2 separate regions of the Bicyclus anynana genome follow, and region 1 is linked to region 2. A link is a contact called in public Hi-C data. All regions are on one chromosome and are shown on one strand. Each heading gives the region's core, a stretch centred on a gene start, on an enhancer-like site or on the middle of the called end of the contact. The rest is flanking DNA. Distances are from core to core; before and after follow the strand shown.

What was found. Hi-C and Micro-C count contacts between places; a contact is called where the count stands out from the background.
Region 1: a contact with region 2 is called in a Hi-C map of whole body, with 5 times the contacts expected there. The contact joins the promoter of LOC112053315 here to the enhancer-like site in region 2. A contact is called at or near these places in 2 of 2 Hi-C or Micro-C datasets (whole body and whole larva).

What each region holds. Positions count from the first base shown.
Region 1 is chr24:7,311,949-7,318,303 of ilBicAnyn1.1, reverse strand. LOC112053315 (phosphoacetylglucosamine mutase) reads right to left here and starts at 4,593. Exons shown (of 13, transcript XM_052889015.1): 1 at 4,386-4,593. The coding sequence starts at 4,489.
Region 2 is chr24:7,129,631-7,135,085 of ilBicAnyn1.1, reverse strand. LOC112056252 reads right to left here. Exons shown (of 4, transcript XM_024096647.2): 3 at 4,769-5,455; 4 at 2,971-3,919. The coding sequence ends at 3,704. Among protein-coding and RNA genes, the nearest start is that of LOC112056252, 6.6 kb to the right of the region's middle. Within about 2 kb of position 1,580, at least 8 of the 8 cell types and tissues checked have open chromatin away from gene starts, as enhancers often do.

The sequences.
Region 1 (6,355 bases), core at 3,344-5,843, 180 kb before region 2:
GACGCCGCGCGGTTTTACCCGCATGATTCCCGTTTCCGTAGGAATACGGGGATAATATATAGCCTATAGCCTTCCTCGATAATTGGGCTATCTAACACTGAAAGATTTTTTCTAATTGGACCAGTAGTTCCTGATTTTACCGCGTTCAATCAATCAAACTTTGCTAGAGCATTTGCAAATTATTTTCTTTAAATTATTAAAAATTATTTTAATATATAAATTATTTTTTTAACTGGATTCAAATCTATGTCATCTGGAATCGGAAACAGAGATCATATCCACTGGGCTATCACAGCTCTGAATAGGGTTGTCATAGGCTAATTACAATGTGTTGTGCCATCCCTAATTCTCAGAACTACACTGCAAATTAGTTTTTGTTATCAATCTGATAAACACAACAAGTTATAATCAATATCACATTTACTCAACTGATAGTGAAAGCAATTGGATTATGTGATTACAAGAATTACTAAACCAAACCGGTATACATTTACGCAAGCAATATAATTAATAAACCTGTCATAATATCATGCAGAAATCATTGTTATTTACACAATACATAAATACTTAAGCTAGATATTAGAGATTTTTTTATTATTTAAAATGGACACCTGTGATTTTTCTGGTTTAAAAAGTAATATAAGTGTTAATCCAGAGTATAACCTATCGCTATTCTAAATTTCAGCCAAATCCGTCCAGTAGTTTTTGTGTAAAAAGATAATAAATGGTTATACAAACTTTCACATAATCTATAATTTTAAGGTCACATGATTTTCTCTAGTAATCATTTTCCTTATGTCCAATATTTATGTGACTATTTGTTGCTACAGTATGCTTTTTGCTTTTTTGTATGCTTTTTTTTAATTAAAACTACAAACACATACAAACTCAAATTACTTAAATTGAAACAAATCAAAAAGTACTTATATGTTCTTTCAATAAACTGGTGTAAAATCAAAATCAAAAATCATTTAATAAAAGTAGGCTCAGTTTACAAGCACTTTTGACAGATCAGTTGACTATTTGTAAAGATTCTACCACCGGTTCGGAAGGCAGGTTCTGCTTAGAAGAAACTGGCAAGAAACTCAACAGTCTAAAAAAAAAAACAAATTTTTTTTTTTTTTTTTTTTTTTTTTTTTATTTATTTTGTACCAATAATAGTAACACACAAAAGTAAAAAAGAAAAACAGTGAACAAGGAAACACTTATCTCTATAAGAGATCTCTGCCAGTGACCCTTGGCAGTGGGAGAGATTTTAAACAAAAGAAATGGATAGGTACAACAGAAAAAAAAGAGAGAAAACATATTATACTTAATACATAAATAATAAAAGTAAATAATATTAAATACATTAAAAATAACACTAATAAATAAATTGAAATAAATATATAAATTATAACAGTACATATCAATACTATATAAAAATAATAACTAAATAAATACATATATACATACATACATATAATATATCTATGATGATAAAGAAAGATAGTGTTCACGAAGTCGATGTTTGAAGGTATCAACTGATGGGTTTTTTTTGAAAATGGTATCAGGTAGTGAGTTCCACAGACGCGCTGCGATAACTGAAAAAGATTTAGCACAAAAAACAGTGTTATAGGGAGGCACAGATAGAGATTTTAATTTTACACACGAACGCACCGGTCTGAGACGGCGTGGGGATTCGCGGAAGAGCTCCCGCAAGTAGGAAGGAGAAGAGGTGTTTAAGATTTTGAACAGCGTCGTGAGTATATGGATATTCCGGCGATGACGAATAGGGAGCCACTTCAGTTTATTACGGAAATAAGAAATACGGTCGAATTTGCGCAATCCGTATATAAATCGGATGCACAAATTCTGAAGTCGATCGAGTTTGTCGAGTAGCTCCTCTGTCGCATCTAAATAACAAACGTCAGCGTAGTCAAGAATAGGAAGGAGAAGGGATTGGGCAAGTAAGATTTTAGTACGTAAAGGAAGAAAATTTTGGAAACGCTTAAGGGAATGAAGCGAAAAATGGATCCGCCTACTAACCTCATTTATGTGGCCAGACCACGATAAGTTACAGTCAATTTTCAGCCCAAGATTTTTTGCTGTATTTGACAAGGGTATTGGTGTGCCGTCATATACTATAGGAGATAAATTTTTAAAATGAATACGACTCCGTAATTGTCGACCTCCTACAATCATGGCCTGCGACTTTCCAGGATTTACAAGTAGGCCATGTGCATCAGCCCATTTCTTGACATTTTCCAAATCCACATTAACAATATCCACTGCCGAAACAAGAAATTTTCTACTTTTAATCACATTACTTTCTATCTATCAATCCAATAGCGAAAAAATTTCAATTCAAACCAATTTTTGAGATTAATGTGTTCAGCTAAACAAACAAAAATTTGTGTATAGATAGTATAAAATATTATATTTTAGAAGACTGAAAACATACTATTTTTATAACTGTCTGATCTATAACAATCAATAACTAAGTGTTTGATAAGGAATCTATTACATGTCTATAAAGCAGAGTGCTTGGCTGCTTGCCCAAATATTTTGGAACCATTTTGGACAGTTGCTGCCTTTGTATGCATACCCAGGCAACTTTTATTGAAACTATTTTTGGTTTTGAATACTATTTTCATAAATTATAGAACAGTTTTGGATTCATAACTATATTGATGACAATAATAAAAAATAAATAAAAATAGCCTTTATTCTCTGATTACTGAATACATATGATATACCTAATACTATTACCTAATTTATACACCAGAGCAATCAGGTTGTCTTTCGACATAGGCCTCCTCCAGACTCCAGGCTAGAGATCGAGTAGAGTGGAAAGGTCTGGAGAATATTGATGACAAAGTTGGAAGCAATTATTAGCTCTGCTTTCTTCTGCAAAAATTGCTAGTGGGTGTTATAATATATGGGTGGTATAAAGTAATAATTACCACTGGCCAAGATTGGATGGAACTCACAAAAGAAAGGGACAAATGGAGGAGGCTTATACCCGAAGGGGCCCATTATTAACTAGTACATAATATAATTAATTATTTAATATATAGATTAATTGGAATAGTTTTAAGATACTGATTACTACTATCTAAATGGGAATTAAAAAAAAGCTTTATTATTATTATTATTATTATAAAGTAATAATATTAATAATATGCTCTCAAACCAATATATTTTCATATTAGCCGCAGCCAATCCCACAGTGAGATTAACCGAGTAGACAGGAGATTTTATAGTGCACAAGTGTGTGCACAAACACAAGTGCACTCTCTTTACCCTCACTCTCATAGTCTGATGGGACGGCAGACCGACACAACCAGTGAAAGATCAGGCACAGGACTTCAAATTGACCAGCTAACTGCAGAAGCAATGACAAGGGATGATTTACATACTAATATAATGAAGATGTAAACTTTGTGGGTTTGTCAGTTTAGGGATTATTTTAGGATCTTCAAAATCTATTTCAAAATGTTTGAACCAACAGAAAGCCACATTATTTGTGAATGTCATAGTCTATATTTTATCCCTGTATTCCCACGAATGGGAGTTTTGGCTGGTGGAACCGCAGGGTGTCTGCTAAAGCTGTCTTTTTCTGCTGCTACTATATAAAACTTTTTTCTAAAAGAGCAACTGCTGAGTTACTGGCAAACCAGTGGTAGAGATGACATAACTTTTTAAAAATTTTATAGAAGAAAAATATTGTATAGAAGTAAACACTTGCAATAATTTTATTTCAATATGTTCAAATGACTCTATATCTTGTAAGTAAGTATCTAATAAATACTTAAATACTAGGTTAATAAGTACATGCTCAAATACACACTAATTTCTGTATGTTTTAAGGGGGATAAAATCAACCAAGTTTCAACCAAATACCATTTTATTAATCAAAAATGTATATTTAAACATTTTCAAATCTAATTAACTAATTACAAAATGCATGTTAGTTCACGTAGAATGATTAGTACAGGTTAATATCAACATTCCACAATTAATTCCAAGGTCAGAGTTGCATTTGTAATTACGTAGACGGTATTTTACGACAATGCAACACGATACATGATTGTTGTGTACTTTTTTGTGTGTAAAAAGCTTGAATGGATGTGTATAACCGCTTATTGTTTAACGAGGTGTCATCGACCATAATCTCGGCTACTTCCCGTTATAAATTGTCATACGCTTACTAGTAAATGAGTCACAATTTGCGACAATAGTTTCTTATAAGGACGTACATCCTTCAATAGTGCTTACGTGACAAGCAGAAAAAACTTGAAAGTGAAATGACTAGTTTCGTAATATCATCACTTAGACATAGGTTTAGAATTGGGGAAAACCATTTATTGACTTTTTTATTGTATAAATTGCACTGGACTTACTTGGTTCGGAACCCAGCTGTGCCATATTCAATGAATACGTCCGTAGTTTTTGGATGCATCTCCCTGGCGAACGCGTATACGACTCGAAGGCTACTCGGCGGCATTCTGTTCGGCGAAATTATTTTATAAGGCCGATAATTCAGATACAATCACTTTGAATCAACAAACCAGATTTCCACATTCCCGCTATGACAGCGGCGAGTTATTACTATTTTTGTCATGTTCAAATGTCAAAGTGTCAGTCAGTCGATAAAAAGTTAACCGCCCATTTGTAAAAGTAATTTAACTATTACACGTTTAACAACAATTTTATGATCTATGAATTTTGTCGCATAATATTTACTTTTTTTTTGTTTTGATGTAAGGTTTGCATAGTAATAATGCTATTACATACTAGATGGCGCACCACGCTCTCATATTTCAAACCTTGAAATGAACCCCTTTTATATTTTAAAAGTTCAATTACTTTGACAACAGAGGGCATAAGGTAGGTAAGATTAATGTAACTTCGATTTTCTATGTTTTGATTGAAAAACGGTGGGAAAACGTGAAAAGCTTTGGAGTCCCTTGAATCTTTCCTTTTTTTACACGTTGACCAATAAAGTTTTTCATAGGTAATTATTATCTATAAGAAATCTAATGGGTGAATTGATGAGGCATGTACTTTCGGATTTTATTTCTTGTCATTATTAGTAAAATATAGGAATAAGTAGGTAGATACCAGTTAGTCACGACCTCATCAAGGCTACTGGCTAATTTAATACTAAGTCCTCGCCGAGGGCTCGTTCCGTCTGAAAAAGAAATCTGAAGGTCAGAGGATCTCAAAGTGGATGATAGCGTCCACCAAATTATTGAAGAAGAAGAAGAAATGCACACAATATAAAACAAATTGAAAATTAACAAAGAATAATTTAAAACTAAAAAAATATAGTGTTGTTCTAACAATGTTAAATTAATTAATGACGTGACGTATTTTTCTTAAATGGAAATTTAACTTCAATAGATAAATGAATAATGGTCATTGGTCCAGTACTGGTAGTGGGCTATTTAAATGGGCTCCTATTGGTGAAAAGCAAAAAAAAATCTATTTTTGGAGCTTAATAAATGAAGCGTTTTGGATAAAGAAATATTCTCATAGATTGTAGATTGTGGGCAACAATTTTACGAGTTCCTAAATACATAAAGGTGATAACATTCATATTTACATTTATTATCGTAAAATGGAGATTTTGTTGACAGTGATATTATTGAACAAGAGGTTGATTGGTGACTTAAGTTCAGTTCTTTGTTGTGCAACGTTCTTAATGTCACGCTGTTTTGCCGTCTTGGTGATTTGTGCAACAACTCACTCATCATACAAAAGTAGTGTAATTTTTCATAAAATATTTAGTGGGTATGGAGAACATGTCAGACAGAAGATGTTGTTGTGTTGTTAGTGAGTGTTAATACATTATGAATGATATTTAAACGGGTACATACCACGATAAAACGACGAGATTTTTATTGTCGATATTTCGACCCAGTTGCATGGATCGTGGTCACGACGGGACTGAAGTTGCGAGATGAGAAGTGAAGTCAGCTGTTAGGGGCAAAATCGATCTACCCTCTTTCTTGTTCTTTTTCTTTTTTCAACGACCTCGCGTTTTTGGCTGTTTAGGCAAACCACACTCACGACATCGCTTTTGTTATTATGCGTATCGCGGCGCCCTCTTGGTTTGCACAATTCTACCACCGGGTTCCACTCGCTGGCTAGTTTGAAACCATCTTCCCGATTGAAATTTTTGTATTTTCGAATTTCAATGGCTTCTCGAACTACTCGGGGTATATAGTGGCGGTCCGTGGAAATAATGCGTGGATTATGGATCTCAATCCAATGTTTTTGCCCCTAACAGCTGACTTCACTTCTCATCTCGCAACTTCAGTCCCGTCGTGACCACGATCCATGTAACTGGGTCGAAATATCGACAATA
Region 2 (5,455 bases), core at 331-2,830:
CCAACTCTCCAAAATATTTATCCCTAAAGTTTGTGTCAAAAACCCCTAAAATCACCTTAATTGTTGTCCCCCTAAAAAATATAAATTCATAATAATTTAGAAATAATATGCTGTAATATGTTTCAAAAGTCTATATTTAATACAGACAAAATACTACGTCTTTATCTGAAGATTCAGATTTTTTTCAAATCATACATGTTGACAATGAATAAATTTACCATTTTTTTTTATATTCGATGAAAATTGCCGCCAGTTGCCTCAGAGTTGTAGTTGTAGAGGTTGTAGAATAACGTATTATATGTCGTTATAAGTCGCTAGGCCAAGAAAGAAATATTAAAATTATCATCAATTTAAAAATATTAAAGAGTCAAAATACCCCTAAAAATTTCAGACCCCTAAAAAAATCCCATTTCACTTATTTGCCCCCTAAATCTGGGGGAAAACCGCTAAGTTGGGAACCCTGGGATGAGTATTCCGTTTTCCACACTATAATAGAATAGGTACTTACCTAACCTACGGGCTACGGGGTATATAGGCTACCTACATAAACATTAGCTTCGCTAGCATATTTCCAGGCCATGTAAAGTCCTAATTACAAAAACACTATATGTAATAATTTTTGAGGTACCTACCTAATAATTGGCACCTATCTAGGTAGATACCTACCTATTTCGGCACAATTTTTAGAAAGTAAAACGATTGTTCCCTGTGTTACGGAATTTGAAATTTAATGGGTGTTTATTAAAACGTTTTATGGGCTGTTCGTGATTTCTAATGTTAAGAAAGCTTGGACATTAGTGTCAAAGTGCATGCCTCGTAATTTAGTTTAAGTGGTACTTATATACAAGAGAGCTTTAGCTCGAATCAGAGTAGAGTTACACAACAATAGACAATGGAGGGTACGTACGGAACTAATCTCTAAATTGCAACTTCAAGCGTATATTTACATGCAATGCCATCTAGAATTATTATAATAAAGTTATTTTCTTGCCATTTACTAGATGTCGCTAATAAAATAGCTGCCAGAAAAACAATTTACTACTGATCAACAGATGGCACTACAAAATTGCTTCTATTTAATCTTACAGTATTCATCATTTAAATAGATTTAATTAACATTTTATACATTAAATATTAGCTATTTAATATTAAGGTATCTACAAAGGGTATCTATTTAAAAAGTATTAAGGTGGAAATTTAAGCTCAAAGAAGATTAAATCCTCACAGGATGGCTGTCAAGTGTCAATGTCAATATGCCATGCCAATTGCCAAAACAAAATATTTATCCAAATTCCAAACGTGAACGTCAAAACAAACGCTAAATGTTAGATAAATTGTGGATGTGGATTTGTTAATCGAGATTTTATTGTGTAATGTGTATATTTTTTACATTCTTTCAACATGAGCAAGGAAACAATAGACAAATTGTTCAAACTCAATAACGAAGTGTGTCCAAAACTTATATACTCAAACCCTTTGCTGGACAGAAATATTACGATGGCGGTTTCAAACAGTATAGTGAAAACACTGGACAGAAACAATGAAATTGGTAAAATACAGAAAGTGAGAACAGCAATGTTGAAAAGTTTACGTAGTATGTGTAAAACAGCACCCGATAGACACGTGGAAATAGACGAAGACTTGACCGAAGTATTGACATCGTTTTACGAAAAACAACTAACAAAATCGACCGGAACCAAAAACATTGATAAACAACTTGACTCATTCTTAATTCTAAATTCAAAATCTGTGAATCATAATACCAGTTTTGGGTCAAGCGTCAACCCGGAAGTACTGCAAGCGTTGTTAAATTTAAACAACAATGTAATTTACTCTGAAAACATTATAAAAGATGTCTTACACTGGAATGATGATCAAAAAACCCAAACTGTCATTCAAAATTTATGGAACAATGACCTTTCACAAGAACCAAGTTTTTACAATAAAATAGCTATTAAAATGAAACCCAAAATTGAACATCTGTTACTTAATAAATCTCTTAAGTTACTTCAAAATGATATTGATATTGAGACACTGTTTTCAAATAAAGAACTAAAATCATTAGTTGAAGTTTGTTCAGTTTCAACTGAATGTTTCCAAATTTGTACTAGTATACTGAATTCTTTGCTTATAATGACACATTTCAATACTCATATAGAGAATTTCATATTTTCTTTCATTCAGAATGTAAAATTGAAGACCAAATCAACCATATCCATCTTATATACTTATAGTCTTAGTAACTTGGTTACTATATTGGACATAGATGTAGATATGTTGCCTACTAAAGAAAATTATATTAAAATAGTTAAGAGAGAATTGAAAATTTTACATGAAAAATCAGAAAACAATGTAATAATGTTGCTTTCCCATTTTCCACAATGGTTTAATATATATTTCGATGATTAGAGGACTTTCTTTTAATCCTGATTATCATGCAGGCATAAAAAAAACCTACTGACAATTGTCAGCAAGTTTTTTTTAATTCTTTACAAGTTAGCCCTTGACTACAATCTCACCTGATGGTAAGTGATGATGCAATCTAAGATGGAAGCAGGCTGACTTGTTAGGAGCATGAAAATCCACACAGCTTTCGGTTTCTACATGTACCAGAACACTAAATCGGTTGGTGGTACATCTTTGCAGGTAGGGTGGTAATTAATGTCTCCCAAACAAAAACAACTTCATCTTGTTAGACTGAAGGTATTAGGCTAGTAGCCACTGGATGCCTGGGGTCCAAAACCATGTTGTTTAGAAATTAAAAAAAAGCCTATGTCTAACAGTGGATGTCCATCAGCTGATTGTGATGATGATGAACTTTATGTTGATGAGATGCCCAACTTAATAAAAAACCCTGTTTGTGGTAGGTAACAGGGTGACAATAAGAATTTCTGAGGGTGCAACCAGAATTAGGTATTTGATTAGTCTTTGAGCAGTTTAATAAGCAAATATAAAAAAAAGAAGAGCAAATATATGGAAAAAAAATATTTTGTTAATCATATCTTATACCTATTCACATTAGCAAGTTTAGTAACTAGCTGGAATGTTATTTCCTGAACTGGTAATAAAATTAGTTTCTACAAGTACAAAACTTAATAACAAAACGATTTAAATAAAGAACAAAAAAAAAAGAAAATTAATTTAGTGATTAGCAGACACCCCACAGTTTCACTTTCAAGAAAAGAAACAGAATTACCAGAAGCTGACTGTGTCTTTATTGTGTGTGTTTTAGTGTGTGTCACACTTTTACTTAAAATAGGTTAAATCCATTACAGAGACTTAATCAAATGTACACTACCCCACATGTAAACAATCTATCAAATATTTTAATTTTTTTTTCAAAAGTTCAAAAAGTTATTTATCAGATCAACAACTTACTCGAATATTACACAACTTATTTTAGTGGTAAACAACATATTATGAGATCATTAAGTGACTTATTAATTTTTTAAACAACTTATTCAATCATTAAACAACTTATACAATTGTCAAACTACTTTTTCAAACATTAAGCAACTTATTTAAACATTAAGCAACTTATTCAATCGTTAAACAACTCATTCAATCATTAAACAATTTATTAAATTGTTAAACAACTTATATAATCATTAAGCAACTTATACAATCATTAAACAACTTATTTGATCGTTAAACAATTTATTAAATTGCTAAACAACTTATTAATATGAAGAAAATATATTATTTAATTGAAACCATCCAAATCACGTAACTTATTATACTCGTATATCTCATATAGCTTTAGATGCGGGAATAGAAGTTGCGTGCCACCAATAACACCGAGTAGACCCTTCTTTGTTCGCTGCACTTTGTGAGTAAAACTTCTCAGGTGCTTTGCCATATTCTCCCAGAATGGATTTGCTACATTACAGTACCCACAATGATAAAGCCCTGGACGAATCTGAAAATGAAAAATATAATATTTTTTTATAAATAGGTGTCAATGGTCAATTTGACGACCTCCGTGGCGCAGTGTTATGCGCGGTGGATTTACAAAACGGAGGTCCTGGGTTTGATCTCCGGCTGGGCAGATTGAGATTTTCTTAATTTGTCCAGGTCTGGCTGGTGGGAGGCTTCGGCCGTGGCTAGTTACCACCCTACCGGCATAGACGTACCGCCAAGCGATTTAGCGTTCCGGTACGATGCCGTGTAGAAACCGAAAGGGGTGTGGATTGTCATCCTTCTCCTAACAAGTTAGCCCGTTTCCATCTTAGACTGCATCATCACTTACCATCAGGTGAGATTGTAGTCAAGGGCTAACTTGTAAAAAAAAAAAAAATAGGTCGCGATTTCATGAGATTCTAATAATATATGACACTTCAAGGTTGTCTGGCACAGATTGCTTTAGCAGTTAGACTGCTTTTGGATGCTATTGGTAGTTTTAAGTTTTTCTTTCATGTTTTTTGTAGTACATTGTATGCAATAAAATATTTTAAATGAATAAAATAAAATATTAAACCATAAAAGTCTAGCCATCACAGACTGTTGTCCTAAAATGATTATGATCAAACTTCAACTGTCGACTACAATAAAAGGGAGATGAAATACTGTATTCCTTGGATTCACTGCAAGTGCTAGATCCACAGTGTGGCAGAGAAAAACACTGAGCAGATTCCAGGACTTGTGACAGATGGTGTAGGGTTAAGGACATCCTTGACAGTTAACTAACACTCTACTACTCTGTTTGTGTTGTTCTCCCTTATTTTAATTAGTTAACTAACTAATTTAATATTTAATTAAAAAAACTCACTTCTCTAACGAAGTCTTCATTATCAACCAACACAGGTATAAGCAGCACATTACATTTTAATACAATGTCTCTGTGTGCTTTCTGTTTCAAATGTTGTTCTAACTCTGATATATCCAGTACCACATCACACCCAAAGCATTTCCCCTTGTGACGTTCAAAGCCATAAGAAAACCGTATCAATTCAAAACTTGTCACATCCATACATATCCCATCATTTAGTACTTTAACATAGTGTTCATCAATACGGAATGGGCCGTACACATCTTTTACAAAAGATTTGTATGGTACAGGTTTGACTGGTGGTTCTTCATGTTTTTTATCTGTTACAAGGCCTCTGATTTCTAAATGTCCTCTGTGAAATGATCCTTCTACATGTTGTTTGGCACAGTTGATATGTGCGGAGATGTATATGTTGCATAGAGAGCAAAAAGTCTTGCTACCTCCTTTGTTTAATTTTATATAGTTCTCTCTTGCGTACATAGCTAATTCGTGTCTCCTCTTCCCAGCATCGACAATGTGGTATGTTTTTACTACCTCTGCTTCAGGATGAAGTATTTCTATATGTTTATCTAAGGCTTTAAAGGATGGTTTCACTAAAGTATTGCAGTGTAGGCATAGAACAGTTTTCTCTTTAATGTTTACTTTATAATTTTTAGTTATAGTAGATGACTCTGACAACATTTTCAT